Regions from separate parts of the Mus musculus genome. Here region 1 is linked to region 2. The links are chromatin contacts, called in public promoter capture Hi-C maps. All regions are on one chromosome and are shown on one strand. Each heading gives the region's core, a stretch centred on a gene start, on an enhancer-like site or on the middle of the called end of the contact. The rest is flanking DNA. Distances are from core to core; before and after follow the strand shown.

The links. Promoter capture Hi-C pulls out the DNA fragments that hold promoters and counts their contacts.
Region 1: a promoter capture Hi-C map of pre-B cells shows a contact between it and region 2. The contact joins the promoter of Metap1 here to the promoter of 4930539J05Rik in region 2. A contact is called at or near these places in 4 of 39 promoter capture datasets (cranial neural crest, frontonasal cranial neural crest, liver and 1 more) and 1 of 484 Hi-C or Micro-C datasets (embryonic stem cells).

What each region holds. Positions count from the first base shown.
Region 1 is chr3:138,484,005-138,491,029 of GRCm38.p6, forward strand. It overlaps Metap1 (methionyl aminopeptidase 1), which reads right to left and starts at 5,378. Exons shown (of 11, transcript NM_175224.4): 1 at 5,254-5,378. The coding sequence starts at 5,367. It overlaps Gm32553 (a long non-coding RNA gene), which reads right to left and starts at 4,057. Exons shown (of 2, transcript XR_001784010.2): 1 at 2,329-4,057; 2 at 406-1,231.
Region 2 is chr3:135,435,800-135,443,555 of GRCm38.p6, forward strand. It overlaps 4930539J05Rik (RIKEN cDNA 4930539J05 gene), which reads right to left and starts at 2,866. Exons shown (of 3, transcript NR_030689.1): 1 at 2,622-2,866; 2 at 736-803; 3 at 421-607. It overlaps Ube2d3 (ubiquitin-conjugating enzyme E2D 3), which reads left to right and starts at 3,327. Exons shown (of 7, transcript NM_001356597.1): 1 at 3,327-3,999. The coding sequence starts at 3,976.

The DNA.
Region 1 (7,025 bases), core at 4,128-6,627, 3.1 Mb after region 2:
GTTACGTATCTGGAAATTAACTGTCAAGTGGTCAAGTCTGGAGCCTTTTGGTATGTTATTGCTAGAATAGACCCATCCTTACATAGTCCCGCCCTCCCTTGCCCCTCCCTTTTCATAGCACTATGTATTTCTTTATAACTTAAGCCATGGAATTAGTTATAGAATGTTCACCTTACTATTTGTCTCCTGCACTGCAAGATGGTAAGGAACCATCTTCTATTTACTGCTGAATGCCTGACCTGGAGCCCAGTACTTTACTTGCAGTGTAAGTTGGAGCCATCTCCCAATGAAATATTTCCAACATTTATGTCAAATTGTGTGCACACACGAGTGCATCGTTTCCTCTGCTTTCATATCTAGTGTCTTTAGAAAGCCTGCAACGTCAACAATCCCACATCACCAATATTTTTTAAAGACTTATTTTTGTAGGGCGAGAGGTAGGGCGTACACAAGCGTACCCACAAAGGACATGAGAACCCAGCTTAAACACAGAATGAGAATTATCTCAAAAAAAAAAAAAAAAAAAAAGAATTTACCCAAATGTCCTAACCAATACTTATTCTCAAATATTTTCACTTCTGTTTTCGGTCTGTTTTCAATCCATGAGGCTGGAGCCAGAGCAACTCATCAGCAGGTAAGAGAACTCACGTGTTGATGCTGCAGAGGACCCTAGTGCAGTTCCCAGCACCCACAGGGGGCCTCACAACCATGCTTACCCATCCAGGGGATCTGAGGACCACTTCTGACCTCCAAGAACACCATGCACTCACACTGTACACAAACATACATGCAGATCCAACACTCCCACACATGATCAACAAACAATAAGGTGATAAGCATCCTGAAACCATTCACCAGACACTAGGCTAGCTAGTCCCATGTTCTACAGTAACCCTCTTCCCACCTCTAAGGATGGTACCATCCACCCATAAGGACAGAGGCACAAAGACTGTGAAACCCACGCATGGCTTTAATCACCCTCTCCTCCCACTGACTTTCTAAGGTCTGATGGCCACAAACAGTAGTGTATTATTTACTTCCGTCTCAGCTAATTACCTGGCTTAGGGCAAGACAATGAACAGACGAGAACCTGGCTAAATAACAGCAGTCAAGAAACTCAAATTTTAGCTGGGCGAGATGGAATATGTCTTTCACCCCAGCACTTGGGGCCTGAGTTCCAGCCTGGTCTACAGACTGAGTTCCAGAACAGCCAGGACTACACAAAGGAATCCTGCTTCAAAAAAACCAAAGAGAGAAGAGAAGAGAAGAGAAGAGAAGGGGAGGGGAGGGGAGGGGAGGGGAGGGGAGGGGAGGGGAGGGGAGGGGAGGAGAGGAGAGGAGAGGAGAGGAGAGGAGAGAAGAGAAGAGAAAAGAGAGAAAAGAGGGGAGGAAATAAAATTTTAGTTCAGTCAAAATCAACAGATACTTTGCCTAGCCTATCATCCATCCTTTAAAAAGATAACGCAAGTGTAGAATCCCACTTTCCACAACAGGCCCACTCCTTTCATCCTTCATGTAATGAACTGAGCACATATTGACACAAGGAACTTCAGAAAACACAACAATGAAAAAAACCTCAGCTCTGTCGGGCGGTGGTGGCGCACGCCTTTAATCCCAGCACTTGGGAGGCAGAGGCAGGCAGATTTCTGAGTTCGAGGCCAGCCTGGTCTACAAAGTGAGTTCCAGAACAGCCAGGGCTATACAGAGAAACCCTGTCTCGAAAAACAAAAAACAAAACAAAACAAAAAACCTTACAGGTGAAGAAAAAAAAGGTATAGACAACTGCTACTAATTTAGTAATACAAACATCACAACCTTTGGATAATGGGTCTTATTCCATTAAAGGAAGAAAATTTCTTAAACTGAAACAACTCAGATAAAAAGATTTTTTTTTATTAAATTTTGTTTTGTTTTGTTTTGTTTTGTTTTCTCAAGACAGGGTTTCTCTGTGTAGTCCTGGCTGTCCTGAAACTCACTCTGTAAACCAGGCTGGCCTCGAACTTGGAAATCCGCCTGCCTCTGCCTCCCGAGTGCTGGGATTAAAGGCGTTCACCACCACTGCCCGGCTATTAAAATTATTTTTATAGTTTACTTTTCTGGTTGGTGCCCTACCTATTCATTTCACCTATCAAAACCATATGATAGGAATTCTTAGTGCTCCCATTTTCAAAAGAAAATTCAAACCAGAAGTCACATGGACAATGTCACACCGCAGAGGTGCCGTTCTCCTTTTCAGATAGTTACTCATTCATTCAAATGTGCTGGCCACCGGCTGCCTACAAGTACAGTGACGGGAAGGAGCACTGGGCCATGAGGAGGATAGCTCACCTGATCGAGGACACTGCTTAACTGGTAAGGTAACTGCAGGCCATTACATGGTGCTATAAAAAGGTATAGTTTGGTTGGCTTGGTTTGGTTCCAAAGACAAGCTGGCCAATATTAGGGAACCGAAGAGTGAGAGGAGGGGAAGAAACCTGAAAAGAACACACCCGATGGTGAGGAAAAGCCTTAGGTTCAGCACCTTGTAACTGTGTTTAGGAAAAGTTACAGTGACTCCATCAAGGTGGGGCTGACAGAAGAGCTGTGACTCCAGAGGACACTATTTTGGGTAAGTAAAGAATATGGACACAGCCCTTACTACAGCAGGCGACCCGCCTCGTGTGAGAAGAGCTGCTCTAATGTGGACTCAGAACCTACAACAGTAAGAAGCTCATTACTGCATATGCAGGAGCCAACCGTGGGAAAGCCGACTCGGACACTCAGACCTAGTCTGGTCCTGTCTGAGTGGTTCGTCTATAAAGTGAGGAATTACAGTGGAGAGAGGAACTGCTACAACTGACTCAGTGACAAATTTCACAAGCTAGCCATGGGAGTGGGTATATTTGATTTCATGGCTATCAGTAATACTAGTATACACATACAGACTCCAGCACAGACTACACTCATAGAGATCTCGGATGCTCTACTCGTTCCAACAGAATGCCACCTATGCTCGATGGACAGTATGCTTTTAAGCATTTATATATTCCATAATTTGTAACTATGCTGTCTTCCCCACTTCTCTTTCCTCCCTCCAACCCTTCCCATAAACCTCCTTGCTCTTAATTTCATGGCCTCTATAACTTTGTAATTGTGTGTGTGTGTGTATGTGTTTGTGTGTGTGTGTGTGTGTGTGTGTTTGTAAACATATAAATATGACCTTCTCAGTCCATATAAGGATCCTAATGTGTATGTGATTTCTGAGCTGACCTCTTGGTACTGGATAATCAATTTGGGAGCTAGTGTCAGTACACATTAACCCATGCATGCCACCCAATGGTTTTTAAGATTTCATTTCTATTTTATGTGTATGGATGCTCTGCCTTCAAGTGTGCCTGTGCGCTATGTGCCTGGTGCCTGAGAAGTTTGTGAGAACCACGTGGTGCTGGGAACTGAACTTAGGTCCCCTCAAAGAGCAGAAAGTGCTCTTAACCACTGAGCCATCTCTCCAGCCCAGCCATTTTTTGTTCGTTTTCTTTCTCTTTTTTTGAGATAAGAGTCTCATTATTTAGCAAGGGCTGGCCTTAAAATTCACTAGGTAAACCAGGTTGGCCTAGTAGAGTTCTGCCAGCTTCTGCCTCCAAAGCACCGGGATTAAAGGTGTATGCCACCACACCTAGCGCCTCTCAACTTGAAACCCCTGAATACGAACTATATACATTGATCTAGTCAGATGGCACACAATTTTCATAGCAAATTTTTGTTTTAAATCCAGATTCCACACAGAACTCACTAAGTTAAACTGGAAAACATTAAAGCCACAAGAGGCCCTGCACCAGGTTAATAGCTCCAAGGCTATTTTCAGGTCTCTCTCCTCCAAGTGCAAAGCTTGGAAAGTGATGTCAGCAAGGTCAAGGGTCATATACTCTCTAAAGGCAAGATCATACAATAGTGAAGGACTCTTGCAATGGTTTACTACAATTGCTAAGGCTTTTAATCATTGGCTTCATCTTATTTTATCTTTCCATCTATTTTATCTTAGAAAATAGTTGGTTTTGCTATTTTCATATAACTATTCTTCCCCCCACCCCACCCCCGCCCCCACCCCAGAACCCTGGCCGTCCTGGAACTTGCTTGTACACCAGGCTGACCTAGAACTGACAGATTTGCCTGCCTGACTCCCAAGTGCTGCGATTAAAGGCATGTATCACTTACCACTGGTGACATAATTATTCTTCTTCAACTTTATCTAGATACCAGCATTAAATTGTAGTGGAATCCTTTAAAAAACAAAACGTCTCTAAATGATAGGGCTACAGGGTCTTCCTTAATTTCATTGTCAGCACAATCTTGTACAATACAGAATGAAAGGTACCCTCATTCTCTCTGTATAGAGTAACACTGAAACTGGGGAACTTAAGTAATTTCACTTACTCAAGCTCTCAGAAAAACTAGCATGCCAAGGTCTTTGGCCTATTAACTCCCCTCTCCCAGGAACCTGTCAGTTTATTACCAACGTACTTATATTCTTCTCCTCAACAAATTGTAACTAAGAGCCTAATAACCATCTACTACTTGCCTTGCCATTATTCTGAGTCTAGAAACGCGATGGGACACAAATACTGTTCAATAAATACACACTTCTGTCAGGGCCCCACTCAGTGCTAGGTTTGCTCAGTTGCACAAAAACTACGTCGGAGCCTTGAAGCACAACCCCTGCGGGACTGTCCTTTCTACTCCAGGAACTTCAGTAACAGAAGTGACTCATCTCTTTACCTTACCGGTTCTCAAATTAATAATCTGAGATGCCAACGGAAAAGAATGAATTACACCGACCTCTCTCCACGCCTACACTCAAAGTTACTTAAATGTCAAAGCGCGGTAGTAAAACACAAAAGAAGTGAGACTGAAACAGCTCTCCTCTACGGGAGACTGCAGCCACCCCCAGGCCCCGGCAGGTCGCTTCCGTCTCCGTCCGGGATTGCAGAGACACCGGAGAGAAGCCCCGGGAGCGCGGCCAGCGGCGTCCAGACCCGACCCCGGCTCGGCGGAGGTCTTGGGCTACCGGCTCCCGCGCGTCCCTACCTGCGCACACACCTGGCCGCCCACGGGACCGCGGAGGCCTGGCCCGAACCCGCCGCAGGTCAGCTTCCGCCCCCGAGAGCGCCGGCGGCCGGGCTCCCGGCTCCCGAGGCCCGGGCCGCTCGGAGGCCCGAGCGGGAGGCGACAAGGCCCAGAGGCGGAGGACCGGAGGGGCGCGGGGTGGGCGGCTACCTGCGAGCAGAAGTACGAGCCCTGGATGCCCAGCTTGATGCAGGTGGGACACTGGAGCTTGGCCTCGCTGCTGCAGCCGTCCGTCTCGCACACCCGCGTCTCCACCGCCGCCATGCTGCCTGGCTGCCGGAGGAGGGAGGAACCGCCACAGGGCGGGGAGAGGGACCCAGCCGGGGAGGAGCTCCGATGGCAGGCCTAGGCGCCGGACCGGGAGGACCAGGGCCCGCCCCTACGCAGCGCGCCCCCGCCCCCCTCCGCGCACGCGCGGCCAGGGCCCCGCCCCTTAGCGCGCGCTCACCTGCTGCCCCGCCCCTCCCTCCGGTTCGGCCGACCCCCCGCCCTGACAGCCACGCCCTCTCCGCGCACGCGTAGTGGCGACCCGCCCGGCAGCCTTTACGCCGCCTCCCCTGCCCCGCCCCAAGGCTTGCGGTGGCGGCGACGCCACGTGGGGTCAGCGGAGATCCTACACCCCATGACGTTGGGACCCCGAGCGTGAAATTCTTGAGCCTTCGGTGTTTCATTCACTCGCAGGTGGTTGGGAAGGGCGTGGATTCCTCAGTTTGGTTCGCCGGGAGCTTCTTGGGGACTAATTCCCTTTTCTGAGTTCCGCTTCTCTCTGCCAGTGTTCTCCTCAAAATAAAAAAGAAAGAAAAAATTACGCTCATTCTTAAAAAAATATCAATGGACCGAGATGGGACTGAAATACGCTCTTCCTCATGTCTTTCCACACCCCGCTATTGAAATACATAGCGCTAGTAGCTGCCAGATAGTTCAATATCGATGATTTAAAATATATATATATTATCTGATTTTATAGTTTGAGCGAATTCCACCAATCAAGAATTGAGGGGGGTTAGCCGGGTAGTGGTAGCGCATGCCAAACTTTAAACCTAGCACTCAGATCTAGAGGCAGGCAGATCTCTCTGAGTTGGAGGCCAGCCTGGTCTACAGAGTAAGTTCTTGGATAGCCAGGGTTACCCATAGAAACCCTGTCTCAGAAAACAAACCAAAAGAGAAAAGAAAAGAAATGCGAGAATTAAAAGGCTCTAGAGTTTATCAGATACAACCCGGTAGCCTAAATCTTTCAAACACATAATCAGTAGACAACAACTGCCGTTTTCTATTTTTTTTTTTTGTTTGTTTGTTGCTAGAGGAATGCTGTGACTTTTAAAAAAATCTTTTCCACCTTAATACACCAGAAAAGCTCATGTTTTCTTGAATAACTTTTCCTGTATAACCAACCACTGTAAACTTTTAATAAAAATGTATACATTTAAGAAAATTAGTGACTGCATATGTGTATATGTTTGTATATGACATCTAACTGTATAAATCCCAGCTTCCTAAACTGTGGCTCTCAACTTCTAAATATGGAGTAACAAAATTTTTGGCAATAGTAAGCAGTTTTTGACAGCCTAACAACCAAAAGTTATTTCAGAATTAAACGCAACACTCAGCATGTGCATTGGACTTCTCTGCAGTCTGATCCTGCATCCACTGCACGTACACTCTGTATTGCGGGTGCTGTCACATAGGCAGTGACAAACACATCCTGGTTTCTTTACAGAAGACAGAGACATCTAGTATTCTTCTGTCATTCTTCATTATGTATCCAATCAGGTTGTCTTTGGATTGAGTTAGCCTCAATAGCAGCAATCCTATAGTGGCTAGAACTCTGCATAGAGAATTGAATATTTGCGTCCAGGCATTGCTGTTTTGAGTTACTGACTTTAATTTCATTTTGAAAAAGTTATTAAGTGGTCTTTGGTTTG
Region 2 (7,756 bases), core at 1,616-4,115:
TAGACCCTACTGTGTTTTATTTCTTCAGTTAGGGTCTTACACATCTCAAGCAGACCTTGAACTAGATACAAGGTAAGGAGACACTCCAACCCCCAGCCCCACTCAACTTCAAGTGCTGGGATTATGGCTGTGCGGCTCCATTCCTGTTCATAGGTGCTAGGAACTGAACCTTGGGCCTCATGCATGCTAAACAGACACTGTACCAATTGACCTATAGTCCTAGACCTAGTATAGTGTCTATTAAAATTACTCATACCATGTTTGCTTTTCTTTAAAACTGACTACTTCCAATGTCTCACTCTAGAGTATGAATTTCAGTGTATGTGAGGGTGTTTTCACATATGAAACATTATTTTGAGCAGGGTCAACAGCTCTACTGAACTGCCCACATACTTTTAGATATAAGAACTCTGACCACAATTTTTCCCAGTTTGCTGTGCTTTATTGCATAGCAGTAAAGTTTTAGTGTACTTCTTTGTTGAAACTTGTTAGATTAGGGCAACAGGAACTGGTTTCTTTGAAGGTTACTTCATTGTCCTCCCTGTATGTTGAGTTTCTAGTTGGTAGGTTCCAGTTAGGTTCCTCACTAATCTGTGCACCCTGGCTTCTGAAAGTACAAAACAAAGGGGAAAAGAAGCCAAACAAACGAATTCAGCTGTCAATTTAAAACACAAATAGAAAACTTCGTGTTCTATAAGACTCAGTCCAGTAAGTACTCTGAAATTGAATACTTACATTCAAATTCCACTTCTCCCACTTAATAGCTCTGTCCCCTTGGTGTAATAGCAATCTGTGCCCAGTTTCTTCATTTGTAAAAGAAAACAAGTGTCATGCCCGGCACATAATTTTCATAGATATAATCTATTTTATTATATATACATATATTTCAAAATGTTTCATATTTCTCTCTGGCCAGTTAAATAGCTGAGTTGTGACTGATAGCAAGGAGGAGCAGCAGTGTGTGTAGGGGGTAACAAGAACAAAGTGTGACATATACATGACACTGTCACAGGGAAACCCATTATTTGTACGCTATCTTAAAACAGCATTGATATAACCAGTAACAGCCTACAGTGTCCTTTCACATTATGACATTTAAAACACAGCAACTCAGTGACAAAGGGCGGGCATTATTACATCTAACTTGGTGGTGAAGAAACAAAACTATAATATGTGGAACCAGACCACTATCATAAATAGAAAGCCGTAAGCAAGAACTCAGATCTGGGGTTCTCCTCCCACCCCCATGCTTAGCTCTTTGCTTTGTGTCTACTGGTTAGCCAGGAGAGAACAATGGGCTGTTCAGGGAGGAGAAAGTCAGAGGTGTCCCGTAGGGCACGAGGTAAGTACTGAGGGTTTACTAACTCAGAAAATGGTTCTGATGAAGTAATCTCTATCACTTGGCTGCTTGTTGTAAGTATAATCTCGGGCCTACTAAATAAAATCAGCATTTTAAACAAGACTCCAGGTGGTTCCTATGGCGAGTAGCTGAGGCAGCTGCATTCCGTTAACTGCTCCAGTGATATTACCTATGGTATACACCGTCACTCTTCGGCTATACATTGACTTTTATCATTTTACTTGCGGAATATTGCCTGCAACAGGTTCTCAAAATTCAAATTATTTCCACGTAGTCCTGAAGGACCTCCACTTTAAGTAGGGTCGTTTAAGGATGCTAGAAAACCTAAACATATTGATCTTTTTGAATGTCTTTCAAAAGTTAAAGTCTTACTTTTTACCCAAAGAGTACTCTCGATGACAAACGGCCCTCTACATTTTATGCAGGGCAGACTAAAACAGGGCAGTGGCACACTTAACAGATCTCACCCCCAGGATTTAATCCAGACCGATTCCCTAGTATTTTGTCACTTTGGGGCTCAAAAACTGAAACAGCAGAAGGAAAAGACGATTCTAGGATATTCCTCTTGCGGTTCCATACCTAAGGCTCTACCCAATCCGATCACAATAAAGCTGTATTGTTAAGGCTATGCAAACGCAGAACCCTGCAGGCCGCTGCTCTCAGATTGGCCCCTCGGGGTTAACAACGCGCATGTGTCCGCACTTGGCGGTGCGATCAGCACTCAGCCTGGATCTTTTAATTTGCTGTTCCTAATTTGAGGGGAGCTTCTTCGCGCTGCTCAGCCCTCTCTGAGGAGCACGGGAAGAAATCTCCATCACCTGGGCCGGCAGAAGCCGTGAACCGGCTCCACCTTGACTAAGGCATCTAGTCACCCCGCGGCCCCGCCCACAGCACCTCCCCGATTGGACGCCCGGGGGAGGGCCGTGTCGGCGCGCGACGGCCGGCCGGTCGGGGGAATTCCATTTCCTCCCCCGCCCACTAGCATAAGCACTCAGGGGCGGTGCTTCCCTCGCAAGACCCGCCCAGTAAGAGCCCAGGGGGGGGGTTGCCGGCGCATCTCGCGATAACTTGCGGATTTGGGGGCGGGTCCCGAGCCAGGAAGAGAGCACAAAACTGCCCTTAAGTCATTGCAGACCCGGAGCTGCTGCGAGCCTGCCACGAGGTTCTCGCGAGATCCGCCACCTCCATCCCAAGTGAGGAAACGGGGGGCCACTCAGGGAGGGGCGTGGGGCCTCGACCGCGCAGCTGCCGCTTCCATTACCTTCCTCCTAAGGTCTCCTTCCGGTTCTCGATGCTTCTCTGAATTTAAGGGTTTCCGCCACTCGCCTACCCTCCCCCTCAGCCCATGACCCGCCTCCGTCCCCCGCCCTCCCGGCCCGACCTCCGATCGCTTTAGCGAGAAGGTGCTGTTCCGACAGGGAGACGGCAAGCGGGCGGCACGTCCACTCGGCCCGAGCGAGGGAAGCAAACCGCTCCCCCCTGAACCCCTCGGCTCGCCCCGCGCTCGCGACGGCGGCGTTGGCGGACGGATACGCGGCGGTGAATAGGCGGGGGGAGGGGCGGAGCGTGGCAGCTGGCAGTAGTTCCGTCAGAGCGGACATCTTGTGGCTGTGCCGTGCGCGTGAGCCCCGTAGGGCCGGGGAGGCACCAGCTGCCGCGCGGGGAGGAGGCCGAGGCCGCAGCTCGAGGGAGGCCCCGGCCCTCTGTACGCGTGGGTGTGGACAGCTCGGGAAAGGGGAGGGAGACGGGCCGGGGCCGGCGCGGTGCCCGGGGGGCTGTGGGCGGCCCGAGCGGGCAGCCCTCGCGGCTGGGTGGGGTAGGGTGGGGAGAGGCCGGCGGCGGAGCCGGGGCCCGGCCGCAGGGGGAGGGGGCATGGGCGCGTCCTCGCGCCGGAGCTCCGCGGCCGCCGGGCGCGTGGTGGCGAGGTGGCGGGCGAGCGAGCGGGCGGGCGCGCGCACGCAGGAGCGCGCTGCGAGGCGGAGAGTACGGTGGTGTCAGGGGCGACCCAGAACAGCCCTCGCCGTGGGGACGGGAGCGCACCCGGGGCCCATTGCCTTGTGCTGGCTCGCTGTCCCTTGGAGCCGAAACCGAAAGGAGCCCGGCGTCGGTCCGGAGCCGCCCGCTCCCCTCCCCCTTGCCTTTCTCTGCCCGAGTGACGCCGGCCTAGCGCCGACTAGGCCCCGGCTCCTCCTCTGCCCGGCTCTGGACCCTGCCCCGCACCCACCCCTTTCTCCTCCGCCTCTTCCTCTCCCACCCGGGGCTCGTCTTCCTTTCAAGAGGCCGGGAAGTTAAACTTGTAACCACCTCTCGGCGCTTCCCGTCACCCTCTCGCCCTCTCTGGGGCGAAGCGCGGATCTCGGTAGCTGGTGGCTCCGCCACCCCGCCCCGCCCTGCCGGGATCGCGGCGGTTTTCAGGGTTCTGGAGTCAGCAGGGTTTCTCCGAGGCCCTGGCGAGTCGCTGACCTGCTCCGTTTTTGCAAAAAGGCGCCTGTGTCTGGCAGAGCCGGTGTGAGAAGAAGAGACAACCCTTCCCCGCCGCCGGGATAATCAAGAATTTTGGCCGGACCTTTGAGTACACCTCGGGATAGTGAGGAGCCCGGCGAAAAGCACAGACTATGGCGCTGAAACGGATTAATAAGGTGAGCAGTTTGGACTAAATGGTGCGGACAGGGTTGTGGGAAGAAAGGAGGCTTGGGGCCCAGAGGAAAAAAAGCGTGGGTCTGGTGGTGGATACAATTCTGAAAATACCTTTTCTTGGGTTAAGGAAAGGCAGGTGCACTTTGAAATGAGCTGTAAGATAGGGAACTGAATGGTTTGGGTAAGCGAAATGTTAGCTTTTTTCACTAGAATCTGTAAGTATGGGTGAGGGAGCGTGGCTATTAGGCTCCTCGGTTTTTTGCCTAAGAGTCAGGTTTGGGAAGTAGAATTGTGTACAGGCCCTCGGCTAATGTCATGGTGCTGCTTCCTAGTCTTGGTTCTTCAAAACTTATTACAGCTGCTAAGGCTTATTGGCATTCAAAAGAAAGGAATGTAACAGATGAAAAACGTTTTGTTCCAAACTTGACTGAGAGTCTGGGTATGACAAACATACCTCAGTTCGCTAAAATGTGGTGACGAAGTCTGTTCAGAAGCTTAACCAAATCTGGGCAGTTACACAAGAGTAAGTAGGGTTGGGAGGAGGTGGACCGACACTGTTGCCACTTCCTGTGTTGTGTGGTCGCTGCTCTCACCCGAAGCTATTTATCTGAGGCACTGGGAACCCTGTAAAAGCCTTCTGAAAGATCCTGGGGGGAGTGGGGGTTGACAGTGCAGGGAAACTGGATGGGGAGACTGTTTTTGCTTAAAACCCATCTTTAAGGAGGCTTGTTTGAGCAAATCGATATAGTTTGATAAGTTGTCAATTTAAGTTGGCAAGAACTAGAATTTTTTTCAGAAATATTTTGCGAGTGGATCCACCTCTCCGGTGGTTTAGTCTCATTTTCTTGCTCTAACTTCTATCCCGCATTTTAAGATGGCGGCTGCTTTAACTGGCTCGGGTTCTTTCCGGCATCTCCTTTTCTAACTATTTAAGATAATGTTCTCTGTTAGCGTTAAACGTTTTTTTATTCTGTTGTAGGGAGCTCTCACAGCCTCTGCCCCCAAGACTTAACCTAAATTCAAACTCTCAGACTAAGTTTCTGTGCGTGTGTGTGTGTGTGTGTGTGTGTGTGTGTGTGTGTGTTTTGTATTTGGTTCTTTCACAATCGAGAGGGTGGAGTATTTACAGCTAACTTGAAAAAAATGTTGTGCAGAATAAACTCAGTCTTAATAGAAAAGACAAAATGGGAAGGTTCGGTATTAGAAACTTTGGCTTAGTAACACAGTTTTTAAAGAGTTCTGTGGAAAGGAAGGCAAGGACTTAAAATGACTGGTAGGATCTAATACTACTTTATTTGTAGTTATTTAGTATGTATAACTTGATCAGTTTGATTGGAAAAGCTGTTCATGAAGTTAAGTCTAACCTGTATATATTGATGTTGAAATCTTAAATTCTGTCTCTGGGTAATCTTTGTAGTTTTATGCAAAACACTTAACTGTTTGTATTCTTGATGATAATGCAAAGAGAAAGAAAACCTTAGTATTCAAGACTTCAAATAGATAATAGAAGTTAACATTAAAATTATCACTTAGTGTGACAGTTTTGAGGGTCAACCTCACTTTTTAGAGATGCATTGTTGTGCTTTGCAGCATAACTAATATGGAGACTATAACATTCAGTGCTAATCAAAATTCAGATCTATAGCTTCTTATAAGTGTAAAACAGAACATTTTAAAGGGAGGTCTTACTGATTTTTTTCTTTTACAGGTGATACCCAGCTGCTCTGGCACCATTTTAATGACTTAAAAGCTCTAGCAAGGCAGTAATGGTTAAGTGTAAACATTTGTAGTAAAATAACATGAGATAGAATCAGGCTCTAAGCAAGTTTATCCATTTGCCTAATCTATACCAGGAATTTTTCTATATACTGGGATGGCAAGGGAAAACAGATTTTACAAGTTTAAAGAATTATGTATTGATACTTCACAGGTAAATTTTCTTATATTCGAAAACTTGATGTACCAAATGGCTGATTCAACCTGATTTCAAGCATATCGGGTTTTTTTCCTTCAGATATTGTCAGAATCATGAGGCTGCTTAAAAAACAAAAAAAAGCACCCAAATGCTGGCATAATTTTTGAAAGGCTACTTCTCTAAAAATAAGGGGCCAGTTAGACACTGTCATGAGGTTTTTTTTGTATTATCTGTTTAGAATTTATTCTTTGGGTTCCCCCTAAACAAGTATTAAATTAACAAGCCATTTAGTATTTCTTAAAGTGCTTACATATAAAACTGTGAGCTTTAGTGATAAACTGGTGTAAGTTGAAACTTATTATCTTCTATATAGATAGATACGGGTTTTTTTCTTTTGTGTATTTGCTTGACTATTTTTTAGCTGCCCAAATAACCATACATGTATTCTTTTGCTGCATTTGTTATTTGGACCAAATTGTAGTATGGTGCTGTTATTAAATGGGTATTTTAGAAACTGAATTCCAAACCTGTGTTTTTGAAGCATTAAGAAATTTTCTGCTACAAAGCAAAATGACTGTTACATATTTTGAGAACTTTGGAGATCAAGCATGAAACAATCAAACAAAAATTTATGTTAAGTATTTGTAATGTTTCATAACTCTTTAAGTAGTTTTTCTTATGTAAAAACATAGGTACAGTTGACATCTTCACTATAAAGGAAATTGACTGCAAAAAATAAATAAATAAAAAACACCCCGCCCAGGTATTGATGTAACCGAGTTGGGATTAAGACCCAGGCCTTCTATCTAATTCCAAGTTGTTCTGATGACAACTGCACTTTTATACTATTCTTAGGATTTTTGTGATAGTTAAGACCTAGCATAGGTTCTCATGTGTAATAGGCCTCAAGACAGCCATATGAGATATTCCCTGAAGTAACAGACACAAGTTGACTCTTGACTTGTTCAATCACACTATTAGTGATAGATTTCTAATAAGATGATCTCCAGAAAGAAAAACCTGAATTTTGGACCATTAAAATTCCTACTAGATGAATGTGGATGTTTTGTGAAATATACTGTCTTCTACCTCATATAAATATGAGGCTGATTTTTTTTTTTTTTATGTTTCAACTAATTTATAAATGAAGATGAATGAAATGTAGTCTTGTGTAGTTTCCTTAAGGACTAGAAACTGCTGTGTTGGTTAAATGCTGGGATTCTTTTAAAGTAAACAAAATAGTATTTTAAGTTTTATAGGCTAACAGGCTTTTCCTGTGGTCCTGATTTTGTTTTTGTTTTATTTGGTTCCCAAGGTTTATTTATACTGTAAAGAATACTTAGGTGAGTGAGGGCTGCTGACGATCAGTGATCCCAATGTTGAGTTTGATAAAAGCAGTTGTGACACACTATCCTTATCTTTCATCATGCTTACCCAGTGTTTGTTATGCAGATAAAGGTTAAGTTGAATACCCTGCATAGCACTGGTGAAAACTACTTGTATAAATTTAACTATATTGTCAAATTTTACTTGTTACTTCCTAGGTTTGGGTGTCTGTTAAAGTCCAAATCAATTCTCAAAGAATTTTTTCTTTATTGGATTCGTGAGGGGTGTGCTATTAGTTTCAGGGAGCACTTTGCATGGATGTGGGGTTCAGAGGACATCTGTGTAGTCAGATCCCTACCTTTACCATGGCTTCTGGAGATTGAGCTCAGATGTCATTTCATCTGGGCAAGTATCTTAACAAGCCATGAGCCATCTCGTCAGCCATAGCTTTCTAAAAGAGAAAAGAAAAATTACCAGATTGCATTTTGAGGCAGTGTGTCACATAAAGGCTTGCCTGG